Regions from separate parts of the Mus musculus genome. Here region 2 is linked to region 1. The links are chromatin contacts, called in public Micro-C maps. All regions are on one chromosome and are shown on one strand. Each heading gives the region's core, a stretch centred on a gene start, on an enhancer-like site or on the middle of the called end of the contact. The rest is flanking DNA. Distances are from core to core; before and after follow the strand shown. Region 1 holds the start of Iqsec1 (IQ motif and Sec7 domain 1). Region 2 overlaps Nup210 (nucleoporin 210).

Region 1 (6,172 bases), core at 809-3,308:
CAAGGAAAGGAGGTGGGGGGACCATATAGGTGCTGCCAACAGGGCTGCCTAAGGCTGTGTTCAGATGTAAGCCTCTGGCCCTCGACAGGTTGAATGAACCTTGGAAGCATAAAGGACTCTAAGCAGCGCTCCTGGCAAGATGTTTTCCATGAAAAGTCCAACATCTAGGCCAGTGCACACCAGGTTTTCAGAGGTGATTTGTCCAGTCTCCGTTTCCCCATTTTAAAATGGGGGCAGGGGTTGTCTTCATTCCTGTCCAGGCAAAATCTTTCAGAAGGTGTTCCCTAGCTTTGGAAACAGGCCCAGGGGCCAGCTGCTCTCTGTGAGAACTGTCACATTTCATGCTAATGACATCTTCCCTCCACAGCAACTTGCAGTGGCCTCTGCAAGTTGTCAGTTTTTTTTTTTGACACTAAAGGCTCCTGTGCCATTGAAGGAGTGGCAGGAGGAAGGAGGCTGCTGCCAGGAAAGTACCTTCCCCGAAGGTGAGAAGGTGAGATGAAGTTCCATGCTAGGAAGAGCGCTACTATTTCTGGTCTTGCCACGGAGAGCAAGGACCCTGTGTGGTCCCCTCAAACACCAAAGAACTCACAAGCTTTTCCAGAGCCTCCTGCAGGGGCCCAGCCTGATTATGCAGCTACAGGCAAGGTTTACTTTCCTTCAGGCTCATTAGCATGGGATCCGCCCCTCTCAGGAGGGGAGGAGGCAAGGCCTAAGGAGGGCTCAGAGGGCCCTTGATGGGGCTTGGGGGCCTCTTGGAGTTCAAAGCCAGTCTGAAGAGAGTTTGAATTTCCCAGATGACCTCCTAAAAACTGTTGCAAGCCTCCTCTCCTAGTCCTGGTGGCTGATCCCAATTCAAGAACGTCATGCCTTGCTTTTAAACCTTGAAAGGTCCAAGATTACCAAACTGTCTCTATCAGCTTCCAAGCACTGAGCAGGTAGTACTAGGGCAGACTGAGACCAGACCCAAGTCTCATTCAGTCCCCAGGGCCTAGAGTGCCCACATAGGGCAAAGGTTTCTCTTCCCAGAACAGCACCAGCAGAGCCCCCAGAGAGCCTAGAAGGAAGCTGGCATTTGAATCCCACTGCCCCCTGGGAAGCCTGGCTTCACTAAGCACAGCTTTGCTTCCATAAATACCCAGTCCCGTGATGTCACCACCCTAAGCCCGACTTTCACCACCTCCGCTGCTGGCATCAGGCCCAGCAGACGGGTGCTCAGTACCGGCACATTACACCTGTGCTTGACAGCTGGACACTGCTGCCACCTTCACCTGTCTATGGAGAAGGCCATCTCCTGCCACTATCTCAGCCTGCTGCTGGCCTTCCACCTGGCTTGGGTGCAAGCCATGGGCTTGCTGAGTATCAAAGCTTTCCCTAAATAGGTCTGTCAAGGGCACTGACAAAAGCCTAGACCACGGCCATGAGTCTGGGACCCTCATTTGTGGATGTGGATTAGGAGGAGGGTGCCTGCTTCAGTAGGGGACTTTCACAGCTCAAGGAAGACTTGCTGACTAAGATTCTTTTCCCCCTCATCATCAACAACACTGCCTTTGCCGCAGGGGTACAAACATTGGACGAAAGCTTGCTCCCCCTGGACGCCACCTGCAGAGCAGCCACCCCACCTCCACCAAGCCCCTCACTTCAACATGAGTAGTGGTCCTTTCTGCCTCAGGCTTTAGGATAAACTTGTCTTGCATACTCACAAATAGCGTCTTCGGCAAGCCATCCTGCCCAAGTCTGATTTCCTTCTCTCTCCTGCCTGGGCTGAGGAGGCTCAAGGTGGTTCAGAGGAGGAACAGGATGCTCAAGCGAGGTGGAAAGGAAGAAAATGAAAGCCAAGGGCAGTCACTTTCCCAGGACTGGCAGGTTCATCTAGATATGCTGGATGTAATGTGGCAGGGGGCTCCAAACAGGTCCTCCTACGCAGGGTTTACACTGTGCCCAGAAGCCTGGGAAGACGTCGAGTCACCATGGTCGCCAGGTTGGGCGGGGGCGTCTGCCTCGCTGCTACCTGGGACTTCCTTGGGAATTTTCCCTCCCGCACATCCGGGGTGGCAGTGCGCTGGGATGAGGAGGGGAGGGCTGGAGGAGGGGGGTGTCTGTGCCGGTTTGCTCTCGCAGCATCCGGAGGAGGGACAGGAGTGCAGGAGCGCCCCCTCCTTCCAGGAGCAACGTAGTGCGGCCTCGCTGGACCAATCGCCAAAGTGCTCGTTGCCATGGCAACTGCAGCATCAAACAGGGCCGCCCTGTGGGTGCGGCTGCAAAACCAAGAGCCCTGGCGCTGAGACCAATGAGGTGGCTCCTTCTGGCCCTCACTGGAAACCTGGAAATCTGTTGCTAAAATGCACTCGCAGCCCGAAGAATGTAATGATGGCATTGCTTTCCAGGGCAGCTTTCCCGTCCCTGGCATGGAAACATAGGAGCCACTAAACTAAGAACTCAGGAGATCTTGTGTCCTGGAGTTAGGGGCCATGAGACTTCAGCAAGCAGAGTGTCTCCTGGGAATTTCAGATGTGATACTGTAAAATGGGATCATGACAGTTGTGTAACTGGTTCAGGAGGGCTGACCACATACAGTAACTGACATAGCTTGTTATGCACACATCAAATCCTGAGGAGGCACGAGGGTGGGGGGGTGGGGTAGGTGGAGGGGGTCCTCATTCATTTAGGACTAACAGACACAGGGTGGCCCAGCCAGCACTTTGGCCTGAGTCTTCACTTGCAAAGCTGCCTCCAGGGAAGGTAGTGAGAGTGTGAACCCTCTGGATGAGGGTGGCAGTTGCCAGGCTATTTTCTTTGTTCCATTCTTTTAGCTTCTCAGACCCACTGAAGTTGGGGGAAGAGGGAGGCTTCACTCTTGAGTTCTGTTCTTTTATTACAGAGAAAATGGATCTCAGAGGCAATGAAAAACTTATGGAAGGTTACACAGCAAAGAGGGACAGAGGCCAGATGAGGAGGAACTCATTCATCTGGCGAAGTGTCCTTGTATGCAGCGTAGAAACTGCTGAAGCAGCTGGGTAGCCAAAATACAGGGGGCTCTAGGAATGGCCAGTCTTTCCATGAGAGCCCCCCTCCCCAGAAGAATGCTGTCATAGGAATAATTCAGATTTATGTAGGCTTAGCACATGGTAAACTGGTCCACTCTCTCTCCTTGATTGAGTTGCTCTGTATTTTATCAAGATCAGGATACCACCACAGCATCAGAAGAGGTCCTTCCAGAAATGTGTGTCATTAACCACAGCTGCTCATAAAGGCACCCTGGGGGGGTGTGGGTACTAACACCCCCACCTGTGTGCTTGTGCTTTCAAACTTCTTAAAGAGGAGCTGCTTTTCCCACTCTCATATCACAGACGAGTAAACTGAAGCTGTGATTGAGAACTGTCCACCCTGTGTGCACTCTGCTCTAAAGGCCCCATCCTGGGCTGCTTCTTGTCCTCCTTTTGGACCCATGACATCCATTGTATGCCTGTCTCTTTTCTGGCTGCTCTTCCAGAGAGGCACACACATCTTGATCCTGCTGTATTTTAAAGAAGAGTGAGTGATAAAGACCTCCACACTCAAAAACAGCTGCCAAAGCTTTCAGGCTTTGACAAAGCATTGAGTGCAGCACACAGTTGTTCTCACACCTGATGTTCTTTGCCTGGCACCAGTCAGATAAAGGAAACTCCATAATGTTGACATTCCAGCTGGTCTCTTAACTTGAGACCCCAGAAGTTCCTGAGTTTCAGGAAGCAACAGAAAGTACAGGAGCATGCTATCACCAAGTGAGAGTCAGACTGCTTGGTTCAACTTTGAAGATGTGAACACACAAGGTTTCAGAGTCACAGAAATGGTGTGGCAGACTGCACCTGTCCACTTCAACTGTGACCAGATGCCTGAGGTGTGAGTGAGTGGTAGTCAGCCTTGCATGACTGCCTGCCCCTGGGTAGAATTGTAAGACAGGACCACCCAACAATCTACATGTTCAGGCTGAGGCTGACATAGAGCATTTCATAGCCAGTTTCTGGACCCATGTCCCCATCTCATCCCTACAGTCTAGGAGAAGCAAACGCCTCCAGGGCTGGTTCCAGAAATTTCCTATCTAGGACTTTGCCTCATAGACTGGAAAATTCCAACCTGCAGGCTGATAGGGATATTCAGGCAGAGTGTCTCTGTCTTCCAACCTGTGGCCATCTGTCCCCTAGGCAGGAGCATAACAACATTTGGGAAGAGGGAGAGAAGGCTGCTGGCACATGACAAGGAGATATGCCAGTCTCAGTCTTTCCAGGCAGGCAGCCATGCATCTCAGCACTGGGCATTCTTCACGGGGACAGCAGCCCATCCCCCTTTTAGGCGGACACAGGACTAACTGTGGAGCTCTAGGGTCTGTACCCTTTTACCTGTACCAGTCTCCCAAACACAGACACTTCACACCCCAGCACTATATTTTTCTTTTTCTGAAGCTTTACATTTTCAGTAAGTAAAATGCAAAGTGCAGAAATAACACAATCATCTTTTCTTTTGGGACAGGGTCTGTGTAACATTGGCTGGTCTGGATTTTACTGTGTAGACCAGGCTGGCTTGGAATTCATAGAGATCTGGTTGCCTCTACCTCTCGGAATGTTGGGATGAAACGTGTGCTTCACCAGCCCCATCAAGAATGCCTGTTCATAAAGTAAGAATAGTCCTCTTCCCCTCAACCCCGCATCTTACTCCTCCTGCTCATCTCTGCAGTGGAAATGGTTCTCATCTGTCTGGAGTGCAGCCTTCCGGCACTTTTCCTACGCATTCATGCACATATGCATGCGTGCAGGAAATAGAAAGTACTGCATGGATCCGGAAAATGATAATGTGCTATGACATTAAAAATATTTTAAAATTTCCAAAAGACATAAAGATGAACGCTGTTAACCCTGAGGCATCAGCTGCCTGTAATGAAAAAACCTCACTTGATAAACATGCCGGAAGCCTGGGAGGTCACATCTCTGTAGCATTCTCTCTAGCTCAGTACCCAGGCTCCAAGACTGCATGAATGATCTGTAGGGAATCTTTCCTCCTCAGCTGTCCTCATGCAGGCATCCTGAGCAGTGTAAACTACGGTGAGTATTTGGAGCTGTACTTAAGTGGCCTCATACCGTGTGTCCTTTCCTGCAGCAAACACTCGGCTCAGCATCACTCTGGAAGGCTGAATCACAGACTCTGCAGAGCATAGGCTTTTCCATGCTGCAGTTGCACATCACATGCCTCCCAAATCCTAGTTGTGGCCAGCGTTGCAGATACTGAAGACCTTGTAGGGCAGGCTGGGATGGGGATTCCATTGTCTACAGCCCCTCCCATCAAAGCAAGGTCACTGATAAAGGAATGGCTCCTAAGCAATTATCTTTGGAAATGTGTGTGTGGGCTTCTAGAATCTCAGCAAACACTCCTTTCTGCAGCAAACCAGATATCACTGGGTGCCCCATTCCCTGACTTGGGGGAGAAGATCGGATTCTGGGACCACAAGGGCTGGCACCAGTCCCTCCTTGCCAGATGTGCCTCAGAGTGTCCCAGGCTGGCTGTGGTACAGCAAGTTTGCCAAGGCTGGTGATGGTACTTCAAAGGCACAGCTGAAGAAGTTACACTGGGTAGCCATGATTAGGGAGGAAAACATGTTGATCAGTGTTACCCTGTACTGGATGCTGCAGCCTCCAGAGGGAATAAGTGAGCATGCCCAGAGCTGGCCTGAAGGGCTCAATCTTGGAGGTTGAATGGGAACAAGACAGGGATGCTGAATTTGGAGACCCTGAGCTAGGAGTGCAGAGGGATCTAGGATCAAACTTGATACAGTGATTCTAGGGTTTTCCAACTCACAACCCCCCCCCCAGAGGCTCCACCTCTCAATTAGGCAGTGAGTCCAGTGGTCAAGGCTTGGAGAGACATCTACCATCAGCTGGGGACTTTGGGTTGGGAAGTTCCCAAACTTGAGCTAGGCTGTGCTCTCCACTCACTGTGAGGCAGTGACTTCAAGCTCTGTTCATGGCTCAGAAGCCCCACTTCCAGAACTAAGTTTGTCTGAGGATTTTCCAATTTCTTTTTCTAAACAGAGTTTCCTGTAGTCAAGGTTGACCTTTAACACAGTGGAGATGTGGATAACCTTGAACTTCCAATCTTCCTGCTTCTACATCCCTGGTGCTTAGCTTACAGGTGTGCACAA
Region 2 (6,155 bases), core at 1,718-4,217, 210 kb after region 1:
ACCCACAATAAAGGGCTGGTGTGCACATGTGCCAATGGACAAGCAATTGCCAAGCAGGTATGAAACCCTGGGTTCTATTCCAAGCACCACAAAAACCCCAGGAGTCATGAGAAAATCCTTTCCCTGAGATCACTACAGTGACATTATCTGTAGATGATGTAGAAACAGCTTCCAATACTCAAAAGCCATGAACAGGGAAGCGAGCTTCCTCGAGCAGAACAAATACAAGATTAAGCAGCACCCCCAAACCCTGCACACCACATGAGAAGGAGGGAACCAGGAAGCCCTGACCCTCAAGACTGGGAAAGAGATTTAAAAGCAAACAAATTAAAATCCCTTGCTTGTGTGAATCAGGCAGTGATTCAGCACGGCCAGGGCAGTGAGGATGGCCTAGGGCCCAGGCGTGGTTTCACCCCGGTGTGAAAATGACAGTGACCCTTCTGTCCAGGTGTCAGTTCAGCTGTGTAGTAATACCAGCCCTGCACATTGCCTAGTGAGAGGCATAGGCTGGGCTCCAGAGCCCCGAGGGAGGGCTGGCTTTGCGACCAGAAGGCAGTGTGTTGAAAGCAGCCGGAGATGAGGCAAGATCTGGGGAGGAAAGGGACGTGAGCATGAAGGAATAAATAGCCAATATCCCCACTATACTCCTCAGTGTGTGCCCATGGCATGCCAGGGGCTTATACCTAGGACAGCAGAAACTGACAGGGGCAGGGGAGGCACGGGAAAGTACACTGCCCAACCTGTGCTTCTGTACCCAGCAGCCTTCTGTCTCCAATGAATACCTTATGAGCTAGACTGGGCTAATCCTGTGGAGGGTGTGGATGAGATTTACTGGGATGTGTAGGGTTCATAAATATTTATATCCACTTAGCCTGGAACATGACCTCTGACCTTCCTGAGCTCAGTCAGTAGTCTGGGGTGGGTCACATGACACATCCTGTTATCTCTCCACGGAGCCAAGAGGATGGAAGAACCAGACTCTTGAGCACAATGCTATTGTAACAAGGACCTGGAGGCAAGTGAAAGGAACTTTGTCACTAAGACCCTATGGTAACTTCAACAAACACTGGGAGGAAGAGTCAGAAAGGACTGTAGCAGAATAGCTGTGCATCAAGCCAAAGCCATGAGGACAGCTACCACCCAGCATGCTAGGATACTCAGGAGTCCTGCCTTGAAGACCAGAGACAACAGGAAGAGGCTTTGATAACAGGGTGTGTGTGCGTGCGTGTGCGTGTGCGTGTGTGCGTGCGTGCGTGCGTGCGTGCGTGTGTGTGTGTGTGTGTGTGTGTGTGTGTGTGTGTGTGTGTGTGTGTGTGGGTGTGCGTGCACTTCTGGCCATAAAGCTGTCCTCTAACACTAAGATGAGCAAACACTAGCTCAAGGGCCTCTTACACAAGCCAAATGGGAGTCAGGAGACAAAGGGCTACTGGGCACTGCACAATTCCAGAAGACTCTTAGAGAAAGGTACCCCAGGAACTGTAGAGGGTGACTAAGACCTTAGGTCATCACAGACAAATAGATTACTGAAAGGAGTGGGCTTTCCTATCTTTCTCTGTGGGAGTATCTCTCATGAGGACAGTGTAGAGTCTCCATCCTCCCATCCCAACCTGACCTCTCAGTGGTAGCCCTGCCTGTCTTTTCTGGAATTCCCCTGCTCAGACAACACTGTCTCTACCAACTCCTCCCATCCCACAGCCTGCTGGGGATGGATGCCTCTGAGGAGTCAAGACTAATATCTGAGTCTGTGTGACACTCTTGTCCCCTGGCACATCTGTCCCTGGGGCTCAGCTCTAACTGTCTCTTTTGCTCTGACACAAGCTGTGAAATCTAGGGTTCGGGGCCTGGATCCCACCCTTCCCCAGGAGATGACTCTAGTGGAGGCGCTCTAGGCTATGCCTGTGGCCGAGGTACTCACAGTGGGGGCTGTGCTGAGGGCTGGCACGGGGCGTGAGGGCCAGGGGTGAAGCAAGTTCCCGGGGTGCACAGACTGTATGGTAGGCTGCAAGAATAGAGGCTGGTGAGAGTGAGTAGGGTGAGAGGGTGCGGGGTGGAGAAAGGGGTATGAGGTTGGCCTCACCTATAATGGTGACTGCTGTCCCAGCCAGCAGAGCAAAAAAGGTGAAGAACATGACTTGATAGGAGTCCAGGAAGTGTGACAGGAGGCTGGCTCCATCTGCAACAGGACAAAGACAGACATCAAAATGCCAGAGCCATAGCTGGGTCCCCTGAGGGCCTGTGCCACTAGACATCTGCATGGTCCACCATGTCCTACTGCCTGGGATGCAGGGGCGAGTCTGTCTTAGATGTGAGGTGTCTAGACAAGGGCAGCATCTCCTTCTGTCTCCTCTGGCCATCTCTGTCCTTTCCAGAAAGTATCCTTAGGTACCAGCTTGGCACATCAGGTTTTGGTGTCCTTTCTGTCAAGGAGGCAGCTAGGTTGCTCCAAAGAAAGAGAGGCAGTTCTGGAAGATGCCCTGTGAGCTTTAAAGCTTGAGCGATTGGTGGGCCAGAGGCTCACAGGATAGGAGCTCCTGATCTGACTCCTTCCTAAGAGCCCCAGGGTGTAGGTGGGCAGCACTTCTGCCCCAAAGCTATCCACCTCTGTGGAGTGGCCTGAATCCCAGATCCCTGCTGCCTATGTAACAGTGTTATTACACTCTCTACTTGTCCCCAAGTACTTCCTGGTAGAGAGACACCAGACTGCAGGGCCCTCACTCCATGCCCTGCATCCTCTGCATGACCACAGGCAGCTGAAGCAGGACAAGTCTGTACATAGCTGGGTAGGAAGTGAGTAGCTCCTGGCATCAGGAGGGCCCTGAGCAAAGAACTGTCCTCACACTGGACTTCCTGGGGCAGTCGGGCAGGAGTCCCAGTCATGAATAATGTTACTTCTCCATAGGCCAACACATATCTGGAGGGTGGGTTGGGAGGAGGAGAGTCTAATCCTGTGTTAACCAAGAGGTAATGCTCGACGGGCAGTCTGAGACAGTTGAGGACATAGGTCAATGGGAAATGACATTGTATGCAGAGTAAACAGTGATGCCAATGACTCAGACTGGGGTCTCATGTTCCAGAAACAGGCAAGAAACAGATTGGTGCTGGATCAGGAAGCACAGGAGGAGGCGAGTTATGAATGGGCAGGAGAGACCATATGGGTCTCAGCGGTCACTGTGGGGGGACGTGGGCTTTACACTTGAGAGACGGAGCCATGGCAGGATTTTGAGCACAGGTCTTTGCTGAGGATATTGTGACAAGGGAAGTATTATGGCACTGGTGACAGAAAGAGACTGCCACTTTGAGAGACATTTTTTGTTTCTGACTTGTCCAACTTTCACGCTGTAGGTGCCCACCGATACCCAAGGCCCCCTGCCCCAGCTTTCCCTGCCCAGATCTGGGTCAGTTGATATCTCATCTATGACTCACAGGGACCAGGCCCACGACGATCCAACACAAAGGCCACGGTGACTGGAATGGTGATGGCCTGGTTAGTGGCAGGGCTGGAGAAGGTCAGGGCAGTGGACAGAGGGCCCTGGCTGCCAGCTGTGGGATCCAAGACACCCACTGTGTACGTGATGAAGCTGGGTAGCCCAAATGACTTCTCTTTCACGAAGGCTAGCACTGCCGGGGATCCAGATTTCACCTGGGAAGAAGGCAGTGCTGAGGAGGCATGCTCTGCAGGGAGTGCACACTGTGGGACCGCAGTGTCCAGCTCATCTCTGGACACACCCTTCTAACCACATATGCTGGACTTCTCTCCCAGGACCAGGTGGGCCCTGATACCCCGAAGCATGGCCCACATTCAGAATCTGCTAGAGAGGGCATGATCAATATTACTGAATTCTAGTTGAGCATAAAAATGTTAGCCTACCCAAAGTAGCGCCTAAAACCAAGTTCCCACAAAGCAGCATCTCTAGCCCATCAGGTTGCCACAGCAACTATATACTTCTTCTTCATCCCTTGTGAGCAGTTAACCACTGCTCACAAGACAAGAGAAGCAGGCTACAGGGTTCCTCCAACCACACATCAGAGCTCTCCTTGTAGGCTTTCTGGACTGAAGCCTCAGAGGCCAGTCATTATCAGCCAGAAGAAAAGGGGAAGAAGAAGACAAAGAGGAGGAAGAGGAAGAAGATGAAGAGGAGGAAGGGGGGATGGAGAAGAGAAAGAGGGGAGGAAGAGGAAGAAGGGGAGGAGGAGGAAGAGGGAGAGGAGGAAGAGAAGGAAGAGGAGGAAGAGAAGGAAGAAGAGGAAGAAGAGAAGGAAGAAGAGGAAGAGGAGGGGAGGAGGAGGAAGAGAAGGAAGAGGAGGGGAGGAGGAGGAAGAGGGAGAGGAGGAGGAAGAGAAGGAAGAAGAGGAGGAAGAAGAGGAGGAAGAGGAGGAGGAAGAGGAGGAGGAGGAGGGGAGGAGGAAGAAGAGGAAGGGAGGAGGAAGAAGAGAAGGAAGAGGAGGGGAGGAGGAGGAAGCGGCAGTAACCGTAAAGCATGTACAGCAGTGGCCTATTCCAACATGGAACAGGGTACCCTGAATCAGAATGCACTAACTCCTGCACTAACTGTACAAAGCGCATTCTAACCCTAATCACTAACCTTACCTACTAATCCTAGCCACTAACCATAGCCACTAATCCTAGCCTCTAATATCTTACATTGTTAAGCCCAACCTTTAACACTAAGCTTAGTCTGTAAACCAGGCAACTAAAAATATTTCTAACTTTAAGCCTGAAGCCAACCCTCGTCTGAGCCCTAACCCTAGCCCCAAACCCTAGCCTCACAACTCTAAATCCTAATCTGAACCAGCTCTGGCCTGAACCAAAGCCCCCACAGCAGCTTACCTCCAAGTTTTCCAGACTCTCCACAGCACCAAAGACTTTGACCTCGGAGCTGGTATAGTGGTTGCTCAAAAGGATTTCTGCCTGGTTGGCATAGAGCCCTGGACTGAAGGGGACCTCAGCTCCCACCTTCTCTACAGAGGTATAACTGCTGGGGATGGAGGCAGTGACTGCCAGTGATGTCTTCTTCATGTTCAAGTGCTTCAGTTGCTTATCTGTCAGCCTGCGCATAGTAACCGAGCAGAGGTACTGGCCTGTGGAGAGAAGGCTTGTTCTCCTATGTGTGCACAGATCCTCACCTTGGCCCTGCTATGACAGGGGAACTCCAAGACACACTTGAGAGACAGCTAATAAGCTACGTCCTCCAGGAGTCCTTCTAGGAATACCCCCTTCAGAGCCCTGGGCCAGCCTGGACACCTTCTCTGTAACCAATGGTCCTCTCACTTTCTCAGAATTTTCTGATGATGAGGTTTGCACTGAATAGCACTCTTGAGACAGGCATCATGTTTGGGCCGGCTCTGCAGCTCAAGCCCCAGGCAACCTGGTCCAGAGCAAGGGCAGATAATGGTACATAGATACATGATCCAACCCTGGGCTACAGGTCAAGATAGAGCTGACTCCAAGATGCCCTTGTTCCAGGTGCAGCAGAAGGTTGTGTTGACAGCCTCTGTCTAGTCCTGTCCTGTCCTTAGTGCCTGGCCCAGGGCAGATGAGCCAGGTATTAAGGAGCAGGGCCTCAGGCAGTTGGGCAACCTAGAATCTGGACACATGGGCTAGACTCCATCAACGACACATAACTAGAAGTACCTAGATGAGTAAACTTCCTTGTTCAACAAGGACCTCCTCTGTGCTAGATGCTGGTGAGGCCAGGATACCAATCATCCATCAACCATACCCCTGCACCCTCTCAGCCAGCAGCATTCCATGCCATGCAGTGGGGCCAGGCAGGCTTGCCAGCCTAAAGTGCTGGTCGTCAGCCCAACCACTCTGGTGTCCTGAGCTTTGGAGTGGCTGTGTCTTAGCATGCCTGAATATTGCTCACGACTATTTCATATGATGCCAGTCACCTCTCACTTGCTCTATGCAGGCAGTGAAGGACAGGGCATCCTCAGTCTAGAAAGGAGGGTTTAGAAGGGTATAAGCCTCTATTCAAAGCTGAGTGATGGGATTATAGAAAAAGACTCCAGTCTGGGTTTGGAGCTGAGCTCTGCAGAGTGTAGGTGATGTCAAAGGCGACTCCTCCTTGGCAGGCATAGAGTAGTAACAGAGATTATAGCCTAACAACGCCAGGCTGGACTCCCAACAACCTCTGCCTATCTGGACATATGGC

The links. A called contact is a pair of places that touch in the nucleus more often than the background predicts.
Region 2: a contact with region 1 is called in a Micro-C map of the AtT-20 cell line, with 5 times the contacts expected there. The contact joins the enhancer-like site here to the promoter of Iqsec1 in region 1. A contact is called at or near these places in 2 of 39 promoter capture datasets (cranial neural crest and second pharyngeal arch cranial neural crest), 1 of 15 datasets of contacts at CTCF or cohesin (embryonic stem cells), 8 of 484 Hi-C or Micro-C datasets (the AtT-20 cell line, Th1 cells, cerebellum and 1 more), 7 of 115 datasets of contacts at active chromatin or transcription factors (embryonic basal ganglia, embryonic midbrain, embryonic stem cells and 4 more) and 3 of 9 other capture datasets (embryonic stem cells, liver and pancreatic islet).

Annotation. Positions count from the first base shown.
Region 1 is chr6:90,808,065-90,814,236 of GRCm38.p6, forward strand. Iqsec1 (IQ motif and Sec7 domain 1) reads right to left here and starts at 2,059. Exons shown (of 14, transcript NM_001134384.1): 1 at 1,704-2,059. The coding sequence starts at 1,726.
Region 2 is chr6:91,013,909-91,020,063 of GRCm38.p6, forward strand. Nup210 (nucleoporin 210) reads right to left here. Exons shown (of 40, transcript NM_018815.2): 36 at 4,829-5,079; 37 at 3,424-3,640; 38 at 2,078-2,173; 39 at 1,916-1,999; 40 at 1-588. The coding sequence ends at 491. Among named protein-coding and RNA genes, the nearest start is that of Gm38860, 7.0 kb to the left of the region's middle. Within about 2 kb of position 2,968, at least 15 of the 459 cell types and tissues checked have an H3K27ac peak or open chromatin away from gene starts, as enhancers often do. A contact at or near this core is called in the AtT-20 cell line, where this site is marked.